4 separate regions of the Mus musculus genome follow, and regions 1, 3 and 4 are each linked to region 2. Evidence: chromatin contacts called from public ChIA-PET and promoter capture Hi-C data. All regions are on one chromosome and are shown on one strand. Each heading gives the region's core, a stretch centred on a gene start, on an enhancer-like site or on the middle of the called end of the contact. The rest is flanking DNA. Distances are from core to core; before and after follow the strand shown.

Region 1 (3,398 bases), core at 65-2,564, 170 kb after region 2:
AGCTTTAAAGACCAGCAATGCTCACCCCATTCAGAGTCATATTAGTAGAATTTGTGAGGCAGGAGCTGGGGTGTTCAGACATTGTTTCAAAAGCCTGCCAGACTGCTCTGACTAGTCCAGCATATGACGTACTGCGTTCTTGCTCCCTCCCTTCTGGGTCCACACAGCTGCTCTGAACACGGAAAACAAAGTGTAAAAGGAAAAGTTGTCCTTACTGTTTACTTTGAAGAAAATAAATAATTGGATTAAAAAAAAAACCTCAGAAAACCAAAATTCAATTATAAAGGAATAAAGAGGAAAGAAAATCTGCTCTAATCTCATAGCACTGCCATGCTGGTCATGTGTCCACTTTTGGTCTCAAACATCTTTCAACCTTGTTTTAAAATTCCCTTTCATTGTTAGTCACACGCTAAATCCTAGGACTTCTTTTAGATTCCTCTCTGCATCTCCTACTTCTAAAAGCTTATTTGTCCTGGGGTAAATCCTGGCGGTTTCCATATTTGCCTGCCATTTTTACCCCCCGCCAATCTTCCTACCAGGTTCTTCAAGGGACATGGAGAACCTCACAGAAGCTGTTGTTCTTCCCGGGTCAGGGCAAGAACAATGATGGCATTCCCACCAGTGCATGGTCCTTTCCCTCAGACAGGAATATTGGTTCCTATTCACTACATAGCAGGAACAGCTGAAGAGAAAATACTACAGCTCTCCCAAGCAGTCCGTGTGAGAGATCTTCCCCAGAGTCAGGAAGACTTGCCAGGAAAACACTAACCAAGAGAAATAGTGAGAAACTCCCCACAGTCCTCATTAGCTTCTGCTGTCCAGCTTGGTTAGGTGTGACCCTCTCCAAAGCTGTCTGCACAGTAGTCAAAGAAAGAAAGGCTGAGATGCCTCATTTACCACTATTACCTCTCTTGGAAGACAGGTTGATCTCCCAACTCAAGAGTATTTCATTCATTTCTTTGCTCATCTCAAGTTCCCTTTTAAGGCAATATTCAAGCTATAAATCGGCAGCAATCTCCATTGGTGGTTCTGCTAATTTTTGGAAAGAAACTATGAATACATATTTTTTCCTCTAAAACTACTGAAATTCAAAAATGAATGCTAAGTGTTCCCAGGCTTTGAGTATTCTCAGTTATACTTAAGACATCATGGTGAAAGCACCCCACAAATCTATTCTATGATGGTTTTGATGAAAATTACATGAGTCTGTCTTACCTTCAGGAATAAGCAGAAGAAAAAGGAGAGTAGCAAGAGATGGCCCCCGGGGACCAGAGGCGTTCCTCATCGTGGCTCTCCCACCCCAATCAGCAGGGATCTCTGTGTTTGTTTCTTTCTACTTATATATGAGAGTGCAAAGGATGTGGTTTTGTTCTTCTCTTTCAAATGTCCAGGTGTAGAGCTGGAAAATGAAACTAAAATAGGGAGAGTAGGCGTTGTCCCTCCTCACCTGCAGTAGTGCTGTTGTAGTTTGTGCTGCCCGGTGGAGATGGAGGTTTGTAGCCTCCTAGGGAAAGCTGAGAGGGAAGAGAATCGTGTTGCCATTAGAATGTAGTTCATAAGCAGGGACTAGAAATGACTCAGTTGGGGTGTTTTTATCAATGGCCATATTTTCTTCAGGGTCCCTTAGTAGGAGCTCTTTGAAAAGCCAGAAATCAGAGTTTTAGATGCTAAGGAGGTAGATCATCTGTTCAAGTACTTGCCACACAAACACAAGGACCTGAGTTCAAATCCCCAGAACCCACAAAACAATCTGGGTGCAATAGCGTGTGGCTGTGATCCCAGAACTGCAGAGATAGGAAGATCTAACTGCACTGGCAACCTCCAGGTTTAGTGAGAGACCCTGTCTCAAAAGATAGTGGGAACTGCTTGAGGAAGATGCCAGGGTCAATCTCTGGTCTCTTCGTGCATATGCATACACATGTATACACACACACACTCTCTCTCTCTCTCTCTCTCTCTCTCACACACACACACTTGGAATTAAAAAAAAAAGTCCTAAAATTGGTCCCAAAGCACATTTCTTTTTACCTATTTTCTTGGGTTATAAGAATAGATAAGACGAATACAAGCAGAGGTCTAGAGGGACATTTATGGACAGTAGTTCGTGCCGTAATAATAAAGTACGTGTAATCAAGGATAGGTTAATTTGTCCCAGCATTAGGGACAGTTGCTTTCTTGAAACAGACATCCTCCATGGTCCGTCTCTGGAGGACAGTGCTGACTTGGTTTCTAGTAGAAAGTCTTGAGCTTTCTATCTGAGTAGAGGAAGTGGTCTCTGTCGTGAGGCACAGGGCCGGCTCTATGTTTGTCCCACGAGGATGTCTGGTTAAGCCCCTCGTCCCCACCGTTAACACCTTGTGGCTTCAGGCCAACTGAGTACTTCTTCAGAAACCACGTGACCTTAGAAGGGCCCCCTGCTGAGACACCTGTGGTTCTTGGTCCCACGTTATCATTTGGTCATTATCATTTCATCATTGTCGGGAACATCAGTGAGATAGCAGGAGATCGTGAGATAGCATGCTTCAGGTTTTCATGAGTAATTTTCTTGTCAGTTTTTTTTTTTCCTTTTACAAATTCACACTTGCACCGAATGAAAAGGGGGGAAGATTGTCAGTTTTGTTTATATATAACTGTGGTCATGTTTTCTCCATTTATTCTGACTTTTAAAAATTATTATTATGTTATATTTTATATATATATATACATTTAAATTTAATTTTATTTGTAACTCATTTTTTACACTCCATATTCCATTCCCTGCCACACCCCATCCACCATCTGGCTGCTCCACATCCCACAGCTCCTCCCAACCCCACCCCATCTCCATGTGGATGCCTCCACCCCCACCCCACCTGACCTGTAACTCCCTGGGGCCTCCTGTCTCTTGAGGGTTAGGTGCATCATCTTTGAATGAACACAGACCTGGAGGTATGTGTGTTGGGGGCCTCATATCAGCTGGTGTGTGCTGCCTGATTGATGGTTCTGTGTTCGAGAGATCTCAGGGGTCCAGATCAATTGAGACTGCTGGTCCTCCTACAGGATCGCCCTCTTCCTCGGCTTCTTTCAGCTTTCCCTAACTCAACAACAGGAGTCAGCAGGCTCTGTCCATTGGTTGGGTGCAAATACCTGCATCTGACTCTTTCAGCTGCTTGTTGGGTCTTTCAGGGGGCAGTCATGATAGATCCCTTTTTGTGAGCATTACATAGCCTCAGTAGTAGTGTCCGACCCTGGGACCTCCCCTTGAGCTGGATCCCACTTTGGGCCTGCCGCTGGACCTTCTTTTCCTCAGACTCCTCTCCATTTCCATCCCTGTAATTCTTTCAGACTGAAACAATTATGGGTCAGAGGTGTGACTGTGGGGTTGGAAACCCCATCCCTCACTTGATGTCTTGTCTTCC
Region 2 (3,697 bases), core at 1,061-3,560:
GCACTGACTGCTGTGATTTAGAGTGCTTCATTTACCCAATGAGAGACACAGGGCAGGAGGAGGGAGGGAAGGAGGTGTGCACAACTCGGCTCCTAACCTTGGGAAGCAGCCAGGTGTGGCAGCGCACACCTTTAATTCCAAGCATGTCTGAGGACAAGGCCAATAATGGTTACATAGCAAGACCCTGTCTCAAAACAAACTGACACACAAGCAAACGTTAAACTTGCCTTTTCTTTATGAACTGTATTTCAAGGTGAAAATGAACCACCAACGAAAGCTCTAGTGTGCTTTTTGTTGCTGTAATAAAAACACTGGCCAGGCATGGTGGCGCACGCCTTTAATCCCAGCACTCGGGAGGCAGAGGCAGGTGGATTTCTGAGTTCGAGGCCAGCCTGGTCTACAAAGTGAGTTCCAGGACAGCCAGGGCTATAGAGAAACCCTGTCTCAAAAAAACAAAAAACAAAAAACAATAATAATAATAATAATAATAACAAAATAAAAATAAATAAAAACACTGACCACAAGCAACTTAGACAGGAAAGGACTTAATTCAGCTGATGTGTTTACAATCCATCACTCAGAAAAGCGAAAATGGGAACTCGGAGGCAGAGACCACAGAAATGCTGCTCACGGGTTTCTATAGCTCCATCACCCAGTGCAGGCTCACCTGCCCAGGAAGGTACACACCATAGCGCACTGGGCTGCCCTCCCACATAAATCAGCAATTAAGAAAATGCTCCAAAGACTTGTCCAAGGGTCAGTGTGGTGAAGGAAATTCCTCAACTTGAGAACTGAAGGTAACTGACAATAAGGGAAATTCTGTGTCTTCTTTGTGTGGCGCCTACACTTGAGCATACAGTGGAGGCCAGAGGACTTCCAGCATCCTACATTACTCCCTTGAGACAGCGTTTCTCACTTATACAACCAAGAGGCTAAGTTAGCAACCAGCCAGGCCCAACAATTTTTGTCTCTGTGCCCCACTGTGCTGGGGTTACAGTGCTCACACTTTTTATGTGGGTACTAGAGATTTGAAACTAGGTCCTCATTCTCAAACAGAAAGCTGTCTTTTACACTGGCCATGTCCTCAGCCCTAGAGCAATGATTTTTTAAATTAATTAATTTATGACTGGATTCCAGGTAAGAAGCAGAAAGACATAGCTTTTTTTTTTTTTTAAACCAGTACTTTGCAACTACTCATGTAATAACGGACCGAATCAATCATCAAGTGTAAAACGCTAACGGAAGAGAAAACTAGTTTGACCGAGTGTCATAGGGGCACTCTGGGAATTCCAACCCTAAGGACCTGAAATAAGAGGATCTCGAGTTCGAGGGCTGCCCAACTTACATAGCGATATCCTGAATCTGACTTTATTATTATTATTATTATTATTATTATTATTATTATTATTATTAATTTATTTTGGGAAAACTACAACTTGGAGATTAAATCTCTTCCTTCGGTAGCGATTTGCCTTCGCGGTTTAAGAACCCCCTACATGTCTTCCCCCTTGGCTCATCTAGTGCCTCGCTGCTTAAAGACTATGTGAGAGGTTTTGTGGGTGACAAGCCCCGCCTCGCAAGCAAAGCCGTACCTGGCCTGCTAAGCTGGGGTTACAGCCAAAGCATGGCCTAAGGAAGCCACGCTGCGGCCGGACAGGCACGAACACCGAGACCGCCCTCCCTCCCGCAAAATCAACCTTTCCTCTCTCCCCAACGGTTTTTTTTTTTTTTCCCCTCAATCTCCTTAGCCTCTTGACTCCATTCAAACACTTTCTGTGCTCCTCGTCTGAGTCGTGTTTCCTTTACCGGCATCAAAAACAAGAAGAACGAGAAGAAAAAGAGCTCAGAGGTTTTCCTTACCCGGCCTTGTCTGCAGACCCTGGTGGCCCCTTCCATTTCTCTTTCTCTTTGTCTTTCTTGGCTCCTGCTGCAGAGGTCGAATCATCCTCGAAAACGCTGAAAAGCTCATCCCCGAAAGCATCCGCCATCTTTCGGAACTCTGAGACCGAATCTCCCTCCTACCCAAGAGGCCCCGCGACCGTACCCTACAGTGACGCCGAATGGGGGGACTCGACGGTGGCCCGGAGGAGTCAAAAGTGAGCGAGCCTTGAGCCCCGCGTGACTTTTCTCCTTTCTAGTCTGGGTCCTGCCCCTTTTCTCTTCCAACCACTGCGAGTCCGGCAGTTCAATGACTAAAAACTTAGCGACCAGTGGCGCACGACAGCAGCCATGCCGCTCGCTCCCGGGAGCCGAGAGGCGGAGTCTGAGGACACGGGCCAATTGAGCCGGAGCCCCAGCCGCGGAGCCCGGATGGAGGAGGCTGGGTGGAGGCGTGGGAGCCGGCAAACGTGAAGAGCTCTCGGGCTTCTGCTGTGCCGCAGCGGGGATCTGGATCTGGAAGACTACTCTCCTGCAGCTGAAACATGGGCGGCAAAAATAAGAAACACAAGGCGCCGGGAGCTGCGGCGATGCGGGCCGCCGTGTCTGCTTCCAGAGCCAGAAGTGCAGAGGCCGGAGCTGTTGGGGAAGCCCAGAGCAAGAAGCCGGTGGCCAGGCCGGCGCCCGCCGTCCCCACCGGCGCCCGGGAGCCCCGAGTGAAGCAAGGTAAGCCCTGACCCAGTGCCCAGCCTTCTGCCCTCAGACCCTGCTTCTTGTCCAGCAAAGACTCACAACGTGAGCTGATGAGATCCAAACTTAGACATCTTCCACACCTGAGCAGTGGGTGGGGTGGCCTTGTAGATCGGTCTAAGGGCCTTTGGCCATTAAAGTTACAAAAGTAACTCTGTTACAGCGTGGCTTCGCCTTTCTAACTCACTCTTTTTTTTTTTTCTTTCTCCTTCTAAGAACGGAGTCATGGCATCTGCTGTTGTTCAGCAGGAATCCACTCTGAGCTGTCAGAACAGCCGCTCCGCTAGTTAAGAGAGTTGTTAAGGGAAGTGCTTCTGGCTTGATGCAGCTCCATGTTCTGTCAGATCTTAATGTCTTCTTCAGCATCTATCTACATAAATATCCTTGTATGTTCCAGAAAAGTCAGTGTTTCCTAAGAATAACCACACTTTACACATTGGACACTGGATTGACTTACAGTAAAATTCTATGCTTGTCAAATCCTTGCATTTTTTTGCTTACCCTGCAGATTGATTTGATAACTTGAAGGTGATTAGTTACGGCCACTCTTTCAGCTAGTTTCAAAAACATCAAAATTATATGTTGTTTTGTTCTGTTTGATCTGTTTGCTTGCAGTAATTTTTTTCTATAACAAAAAACTTGCAAGCATATGTGCTTATTGATACATAAATACCAAGCATCTGACTGGTGATAATAAGACCGAAAAAAATGGAAACCTTCGCTCCAGAGCAGCTTAGGAATCTAATTTACTAATCACACAGACAGTCGTGCTTTATAGTTGTTAAGCTTCAGAGAGAGAGAGAGCATGCCCATGAGTGTTTAGCAGGGTGTTTTGTTTCGGTTTTTTTCCCCCCAATGGTGAGGAGTCATGAAAAGTGATAGTTGAGCTGAAATTAGAAGCTGTCTAGAAGTTAATCCTGTAAAGCATGGTAGGAATAACATTCCCAAGATCTTGAGTTAAGAAAGAGCTTGGAGGGGGCTGGAGAGATGGCTCAGTGGTTAAGAGCGCTGACTGCTCTTCCAGAGGTCCTGAGTTCAATTCCCAGCAACCACATGGTGGCTCACAACC
Region 3 (3,833 bases), core at 1,120-3,619, 210 kb after region 2:
GAAATTTTAAAAATGCCTCAGTTAGATATCCAATGCTATTAAGTAGACCCTGATGACCCCCCATGATAGAAATTAGTTATATATTGTCAAAAAGTTGGCCAAAGGTGTTCTGAAGATCCCCTAAACATCACAGACCATTGCGAAGGCTTTGGTTACCTTCCACAACCTGAAAGTAAGATCCTATTGCCTAAAATATCACGTATGTAATTGAATGTAAAAAAAAATTGAGCTGGTGCCCAACTAGAAGCTTCAGTCCCACTGCCTAGCGTTCACAGTACTGGATGGTGGTTCTCATGGTTCCAGAGAGTGAGAGGTAATTGTTGGTAATCTGGCATCTCCATCACCTGATCCAGAGATCCAGCCACATCAGGATACATCACAACCAGCTGCCAAGATGGGACACATTCCCAGCATCGCACATATTCCAGTGCACAAGCGCCACATCCCCTTATAAAAAGGCCAGTCCTTCCTCTCCCCACCTTCTTCCCTCAACCTTCACACAGAGGTAGCCTCTGTATACCCCCTTCCCAATAGACGTCCCACATCAGATCTGTCTTATGGTGTGACTTTATGGCACTCAATGCATAGATCATAACGGTAATCATCATTATCAGCCAGTTAAGGGTTTTCAACAGGCAACTGATCTGTATTTGGTAAAGAGGGACTTCTTGTGGCACCAACCAGAGGCAGTGACACCTCCAGTGTCTGTTATAATTCAAGTATAAGGGGCAGCAGTCTACTGCAGTGGCAATGTGGGAGATTAGACATGGTCAGAGAGCAGCACTTCGTAGGAATACCCAATTCTAACCTAGAGTGAAGGATGGATATGTGTTAGAATGGATGGTAGAAACTCACATTAGAAGAGAGGCTGCACACTTCCCAGCTGCAGACATGATCAGTTGGGAACTTTTGTGTAGGTCAGAATACCTGACTACAGAGAGGAAAGGAATAGATTAGAGGCATTAGAATCAGTTTGGTTATTGATGATGGGTTCCCACCAAGTAGACATGGAAGATCTGATGCACGTCGTCAGGATGGAGTGGGCTGAGCGGAGAATGTGGAAGGCCATGGGCTCCTGTGTTTCTGCCAGAGTTTAGGTCATCACTGTTCTTTTCTGTCAGTAAAGGATGGTGTGGGAACAGGCTTTCCCCACAAAGTGGTGGTGGAAAAAGGGTCCACGCAATTCACTGACTTTCTGAACTGTGGGCTTAGATTGAACTTTGACATGAGAACAGACTTTGATGGGGTTCTCACCAAATTCATTTGGTTAGAGTTTGGTCAGTTAGATGTGGTCTAGGCCAAAATGTACCGTGTGGTGGGTTTTTCTAGGTAACAGAGTGCTCTCCCCAGCCTCTCAGCACACAACACAGTAGCACATCCTTTCATGTCACCACCTAAACCACCCGCTTGCTGCTGCTTCTGCTCTGTCTCTGGGACAGTCACTCATTTCTAGCTTCGTGTAGTCACTGCATTAAGATTTAGGTCATAAGCTATACATGTCATCTATGTAACAGTGTAATTAGATGATTTTAGGTATATTGCATTATTAATTTAAATACTAGATAGATTATAAAAATGCCCTTTTAAACCATGTTACTAATGACTTCAATAGTATCAAATAGAGGCATAACATCTCAAATTCTCACTGCTACCTTTCTAAATCTTTCTCATCACTTCCTATCAGAAACTCTAGAACTGTAAGGCAAGAAATGCCCTTCTATTCTCCCTTCCGCTCAGCATCTGGTGACCTTTATTCTGTGTCAATGGGTTTGCCTGTTTAAATGTTTCAAAGGAGTCGAATCAAATACCACTCATCCTTTTGACTGCTTTGTTCTGTTGGTATAGTATTTTTAAGGTCCATTCTTGTTGCAGCCTGCATCAGAATGTATTCTAATTGTTGAATAATGCACCACCGTTTACCCATTCACCTGCTGAAGGTGTCGGGCTGTTCTCAATTCCTGGCTACTATCATTGCTTCACAGGTCTTTGCTTGCATTCCTTTGAGTGTGTACTCAGGAGAAAATGGCTGAGCCATGTGTTTCCATTCTCTTGAGTGTTTCCAAGGAATTTTCTCATTACTAGAAAACTTTAGACCCTAGGTTAGTCTTCCTTCTCTACTACAATTTCTGCCTTCTTTCTAGGTGGCTCAGTACCTGTGCAGTGCCCTGCCCTCTCAATTCCTTGAACCCATCTTCTTCATGTTAGCTTTTTACCTTCATAATATTTCCCTCTCTGACTCCAGTCCATCTACCTTGGCTGTCCCCTAAGTCCACTCTAACCAGGGTTTCATTCCATCATTACACAAAATGGCTGATGTCAAGGCCACAGAGGCACATTGTGATGGTCTATATATGCTCGGCCCAGGGAGTGGCACTACTAGAAGGTGTGGCCTTGTTGGAGTAGGTGTGTTACGATGGGTGTGGGCTTAAGACCCTCATCCTAGCTTCCTGGAAGTGAATATTCTGCTAGCAGCCTTCAGGCCCTGATGGAAAAGGCCATGGATTGATGGAAACTGCAAGGAAGAGAATCCACTCAGCTCAGGAGATAGAGGAATTGGAAACAGGTTAGGAGAAATTGCCTCCACTGAAGTACAAGAAGGGATGAGGACTGACTAAAACCCCAAACACAAATCAAACACAAATAGGTCAGAGAAGACAGCCCAGGTGCTGTGGAATAGATGATGTGAACCAAATAGTGCCGTGGCAAGGCTTATAATAGAGGAATGGTCATGGCTATTACCTATTTGGTCTAGGGAGAGCGTGGGTATTTCCCCTAGCTTGCAAGTGGTACCCATCCTGTACGCCAACCCTGCCTGGAATCATTTCCAAATCACAATCTTTGCCAGATGCAAAACTGGCTTCTCCTTTATTGTGACTGATGTGGGTGTAGTCTGAGTCGCCAAATAAGTAGAGTCTAGGGTGACTGAATCCTGCTTTTCAGTGATTATAGAGGAGAAGAACTCTGAAGTCCCTCCTTCCATGCCTTCCTCAGTGCCCAGAGACCAGGAACTGGAGCCTAAGATGACACACCTCTGTAGTCCCATAAGGTAGCTGAATATTTCATTTCTCAAACATGTAGCTTAGTGTTTTCTCTACCCCCAAATAATTATGTGTTTGTTTTATTTTTTTATGCACCTAAACATAATATTTAGCTTATAAGATATGGCATTTTTATCTGTCAAAAGTCCCTGAGTTGGTAAAATTTGATAACTAAATGACGGTATGGCCTAGATGATGGATATATATGGATTCTGTATTATTAAAACATATAGTCCACAACGGTTTTGATATGCTGTCTATATTTCAATTGAACTTCTGCCAGAAGCAATCTTAAAATGTAGTTTTGTCACTTATATCCAGAAATATTATTCATTGTGGCCATATCCATAATAATCATAATGAGTTACATGAAAAAAATTGAAATCCAGTTTACTAATTTTAAATGTCTATTCTGTTATTTAGACTTTTTAAGAGGTAGCTGTGATGGCTGATTTTTTTCCCTAAACGAGCTTAAAGAAATAGTTGGGCATATTTGGCTTTTTAGAGTATTTATACTGAAATATAGTTGTAGCTTTGTGGTCCTATACTGAGACATTTGAAAGCCCAGCTGTTGGGCAGGAAGTCAAAGCTACATAGATGTTTCAGCTTGATACATTGAATCTAGCTACAGCAAATGTCTGAAGCTGAAAACCACACACCCATATTACAGGTGATAAGATTAATTACTTGGGGGCCCCCAAGGGCAGATGATTTGGATTACTGTTTTTGCTTTGCACATCTGATCACTTTATAATAATTTTTATAGATTGCATGTAATTACTTTTCTTTCTTTCT
Region 4 (3,823 bases), core at 857-3,356, 250 kb after region 2:
TCATTTGTCGAGCGTCTCTACATTTAGCTCCGTGTCTGGGGAGCTGCGAGTGAGCAGGTATTTGGAGAGGCACGAACTTCGCTTTGAATGAAATTCTCTAGTGCTGCAGAGAGCAGGAGAGAAGTCTGGGTGGGTGGGGGGGAGGTGCAAGGGTGGGTGAGGATGTGATGGTGGAATCCAGCAACTCACTCTGTAGGAACAGAGGGGTTGTCGTTTCCCTGTTTCCAGGCTGCTGAGCATCCAACATGGTTCCATTAAAATGGGACAACCATACACCATACACTACCCAAAGCAGGGTGAATCAAGTCAGTTGTTTTGTTTAGCTGGTTTTGATGTATATAACAATCATATGTGTGTGTGTGTGTGTGTGTGTGTGTGTGTGTGTGTGTGTGTGCATTTATATGTATGCCTATCAATCCTTGGCTAGTCTGGAATTCAGACCAGGCAAGCCTTGAACTTACACAGATTGCCTGCCTCTGCTTCCTGAGTACTGGGATTAAAAGCATATGAAATCATGCCTGCTTATTTTTTATTGCTTTTATTCACTTTATTTTGTGTGTGAGTGTTTTGCTTATATGTATGTTTGTGTGCCACATGCATGCATGGTACATGCAGAGATCAGAAGAGGGCATTGGATACCTGTAACTAGAGTTAGCTGATGGTTGTGAACCACCATTTCAGTCTAGCCCTGGTTTTCTATAAGAGCGGTAAGTGCTCTTAAGCACGGAGCCATCTCTCCAGTCCCTAAAATAAGTTCTTAAGTGAAACACTATACTGTTGTAAGGGAAAAAAGAACTGGGAGCCAAGCTTTAAAAAGCAAATATGGAAACAGAAGAAACAAAGTCAGAATACTCAAGTGAGCGCCACATCAGGGGTCTACTGGCAGCAACCCGAGATCAGCAACCTGAGATAGATCACATCAGGGGTATCTTTGCAGCAACCCGAGATAGATTTTATACTTCATCTTAAGCTGAAAGAGACTTGGAGGTTGTCCTCCACAGTCTGGAAAGCCTCCTTTCAATATCCTAAAGACGAATACCGTGTTCTGCTTCACGTTTTATAAACCTTCTCTAACTGTGCTCCCCCAACCTCAGGAAGTGCCTGCTTCTTACTGCTGTGATTTCCAGAGTGTGAGCCTTGGAATTCTGGGGTGAAGGGTAAGGCTGAGGAAGTAAGGAGTCTGCAAATCCAGCACCAGGGCACACACTCACAGTGTCCTCTGTGATGTATCTCTGCTTACTGAACGTGTTAAATATTCTGCTGAAATATCTAAATAGAAACACCAGTTCTCAAAAGCCCACCAAAGAAGAGACAGTAACTTCCCCTTGTCCACAGGCTTCCTCTCAGCAATTTCAGTTGCTTGCGGTCCACTGCTGTAGCAAACATTACATGAAATATTCCAGAGATAAATGATACATGCAATTTAAATGACATACGAGAGTAGATTGATTTAATTGTCCTCTTATCGCCTTGGTTAATCTTACTGTACTTAATTCATTGACTAGACTTTACCCTGTGTGTGTTCTTCATCTTGGACATAGACAACCACCTGCATGGAAAAGCACAGGGGACTCACCAAGAGTAGCAGTGGGCGGCTGTTAGCACCCACTGTGGGTGGATCAGGACTCCTCCACAAATATGCTTGCTGCGGTACTGGATGGACGCCATAAATGGCCTGGAATGCGGCTGGACTTCCCTCCCTCCAATAATTTCAGTATGGAAACCTGCAAAAGTAAGCCAAAAGATTTTACACGATCCAGCAGTGACATCTCGTTCCTCTGATAGCAGGCACCATTACCCTTATATCCCTTTCTAAGACTAATAAAACAACAACGGTGCTCAATACTTAGTGTACCTTTTCCGGCTAGCAGTTGTATAAACCAAAACAGGTAAGAGGGGAAACACTGTTTACAGAATAACAACACAATCACTAAAGATTCACATCATTACACATAAGCCAGGGGTATGGGATACTTACACTCTGAAGACATATAAACGCCAGCCACCAGGGAAACCAGAGCCCATGAAGAAAACCTCATAATTACAGGGCTTCGGTGTTAAGGAGCACGGACAAACTGCTTGCTTCGTGGTTGATGAAGGAGACTGTGAAGATGGGTTTTGGTTCTTGTTGTTCTTGCAGGTTTCTCACCTCACACGTCCCAGACGTTAGATTTTTCACACCCAAGGTTTCAAAGCCTCTATTAGTCTGGGGGAAGTTCCGGTACAACGGGTGAAGGAATAAAAGATACGCAGGCCAGAAGACCCCAGAGAGGTGTAGACAGTTGAAAGCTGTTCTTTGCTCTAAAGCAGTGGCTCTCAACCTGTGGGTCACGACACCTTTGGGAGTCTCATATCAGATATCCTGCATATTAGATATTTGCATTATATAGCCAAATGAAGTAATGAAGTACCAATGGAATAATGTTATGGTTGGGAGTCACTATAACATGAGGACCTCTATTAAAAGGTCGCAGCACTAAGAACCAATGCTCTAACAGTTCCCTCAGCATGAAACGGTGCCTATCGGGTTTACTTCCCCTTTGCCTCTTTGCATGGATGGATTTGTGATGGAGAAGGACAGAGTCTCGCACAGATCCTCGAAAGCTTTACGGTGTGATTTAGATGTCACTTGAATGTCATCCAGAGAAACCCACATGTCTCATAGGATGCACATTCCTTGTCTTACCATTTCCTTTAAATGTGACCAGATTTGGTTAAATTTTAGTTACATTTTTTTTAGAGATTTAATAATGTTATTAAAGAGGAATACTGGCAACATATTTTTTACTCAAACTCTCTTTGACTCAATTTTAGTTGAAAATGACCACATGTTTACCCAGGGCCTTAATAATGTCTGTTAAAAGGACTGTATGTCATCAGTCTTCCCAGTGACACATGACAACACAATGCCAGGCCTTCTCATACACCCTCTATCCATCACACTCAGGATTCTGCAGGAGTCTCTCCATGTATGCAAGTACATACATTATAATGTAGGCTCAAACATACTTAGATAAGATTAGCCACAAGAGCCCCATTTACCAAAACTTACAAAACTTTTAATTTTTTTAAGATTTACGAAATCTGTCTTTTATTTAAAACAACAACAACAACAACAAACAAACAACCAAAACTGTTATGCTTGGTAGATGTCAGAAGAATCTTACAAAACTGTTCTTTGATAAGAAAATAAGAATGAAAGTTAATATTATTCATTATATAGCATAATTTAACTGTTATGTAAGTTGAATGCATTAAGCGATTTTCAAAATTCCCGTTCCCTGATCATTTGTATCTTCATGTCTCTATCTGTGAAGAAGGCAGCACAGCAAGTATGCAATAAACTAAGATAAACTGAGAGTGGTTCGTTTGCCCAAAGCCACAGCATTGGAACTGGATCAAATCTCCTGGTTTGCCTGCAGTAGCGTGGATGTTAATAAGCTCATTTCAGCACACGGCCCTGGTCAGCAGTATCCCATGCAGCCACAGCAAACTTTCCAAACACTGAGCGAAAGAAACACACCCAGGGCAGCGATTTCCTGCTAAACAAGGAGAGCAAAAGGTGAGATGGTGGGAGAGAGCTTGAGAAAAGTCACAGCCTTACGAAGCCAAACCTGTTAGCACCACCCGAGTGTCCCATGAACTGTCAACTGACCTCCGAGACTACTGACGTGCCCTGTACTGATCCCTCGTGTGCCTTTATTCCAAGTTTCCAGGTGGGCATGGTCGTACCTGTTCTTAACCATATTTTCTTGATGCTGGGAACAGAAGAGGGTGGGTGATTTGTAAACATGATCTGGATGCAAGCAAGATGTAAATGGTA

What was found. Promoter capture Hi-C pulls out the DNA fragments that hold promoters and counts their contacts. ChIA-PET counts read pairs in DNA pulled down with a chosen protein or histone mark.
Region 1: a contact with region 2 is called in an RNA polymerase II ChIA-PET map of effector CD8 T cells, with 24 read pairs. The contact joins the promoter of Gzma here to the promoter of Dhx29 in region 2. A contact is called at or near these places in 3 of 115 datasets of contacts at active chromatin or transcription factors (the SCID.adh cell line, effector CD8 T cells and memory CD8 T cells) and 1 of 9 other capture datasets (adipose tissue).
Region 3: a promoter capture Hi-C map of hippocampal neurons shows a contact between it and region 2, with 5 times the contacts expected there. The contact joins the promoter of 1700084D21Rik here to the promoter of Dhx29 in region 2. A contact is called at or near these places in 4 of 39 promoter capture datasets (the 3T3-L1 cell line, hippocampal neurons and stem cell-derived epiblast-like cells), 1 of 484 Hi-C or Micro-C datasets (cortical neurons), 3 of 115 datasets of contacts at active chromatin or transcription factors (the SCID.adh cell line, effector CD8 T cells and memory CD8 T cells) and 2 of 9 other capture datasets (adipose tissue and liver).
Region 4: an RNA polymerase II ChIA-PET map of effector CD8 T cells shows a contact between it and region 2, with 20 read pairs. The contact joins the promoter of Gzmk here to the promoter of Dhx29 in region 2. A contact is called at or near these places in 3 of 115 datasets of contacts at active chromatin or transcription factors (CD8 T cells, effector CD8 T cells and memory CD8 T cells) and 1 of 9 other capture datasets (adipose tissue).

The regions. Positions count from the first base shown.
Region 1 is chr13:113,099,667-113,103,064 of GRCm38.p6, forward strand. Gzma (granzyme A) reads right to left here and starts at 1,315. Exons shown (of 5, transcript NM_010370.3): 1 at 1,216-1,315. The coding sequence starts at 1,285. It also overlaps a transcript of Cdc20b not described here.
Region 2 is chr13:112,925,370-112,929,066 of GRCm38.p6, forward strand. Dhx29 (DEAH (Asp-Glu-Ala-His) box polypeptide 29) reads left to right here and starts at 2,311. Exons shown (of 27, transcript NM_172594.3): 1 at 2,311-2,604. The coding sequence starts at 2,424. Mtrex (Mtr4 exosome RNA helicase) reads right to left here and starts at 2,011. Exons shown (of 27, transcript NM_028151.2): 1 at 1,861-2,011. The coding sequence starts at 1,988.
Region 3 is chr13:113,133,707-113,137,539 of GRCm38.p6, forward strand. 1700084D21Rik (RIKEN cDNA 1700084D21 gene) reads left to right here and starts at 2,370. Exons shown (of 3, transcript NR_131045.1): 1 at 2,370-2,563; 2 at 2,941-3,046.
Region 4 is chr13:113,178,859-113,182,681 of GRCm38.p6, forward strand. It overlaps Gzmk (granzyme K), which reads right to left and starts at 2,107. Exons shown (of 5, transcript NM_008196.2): 1 at 1,979-2,107; 2 at 1,577-1,724. The coding sequence starts at 2,039.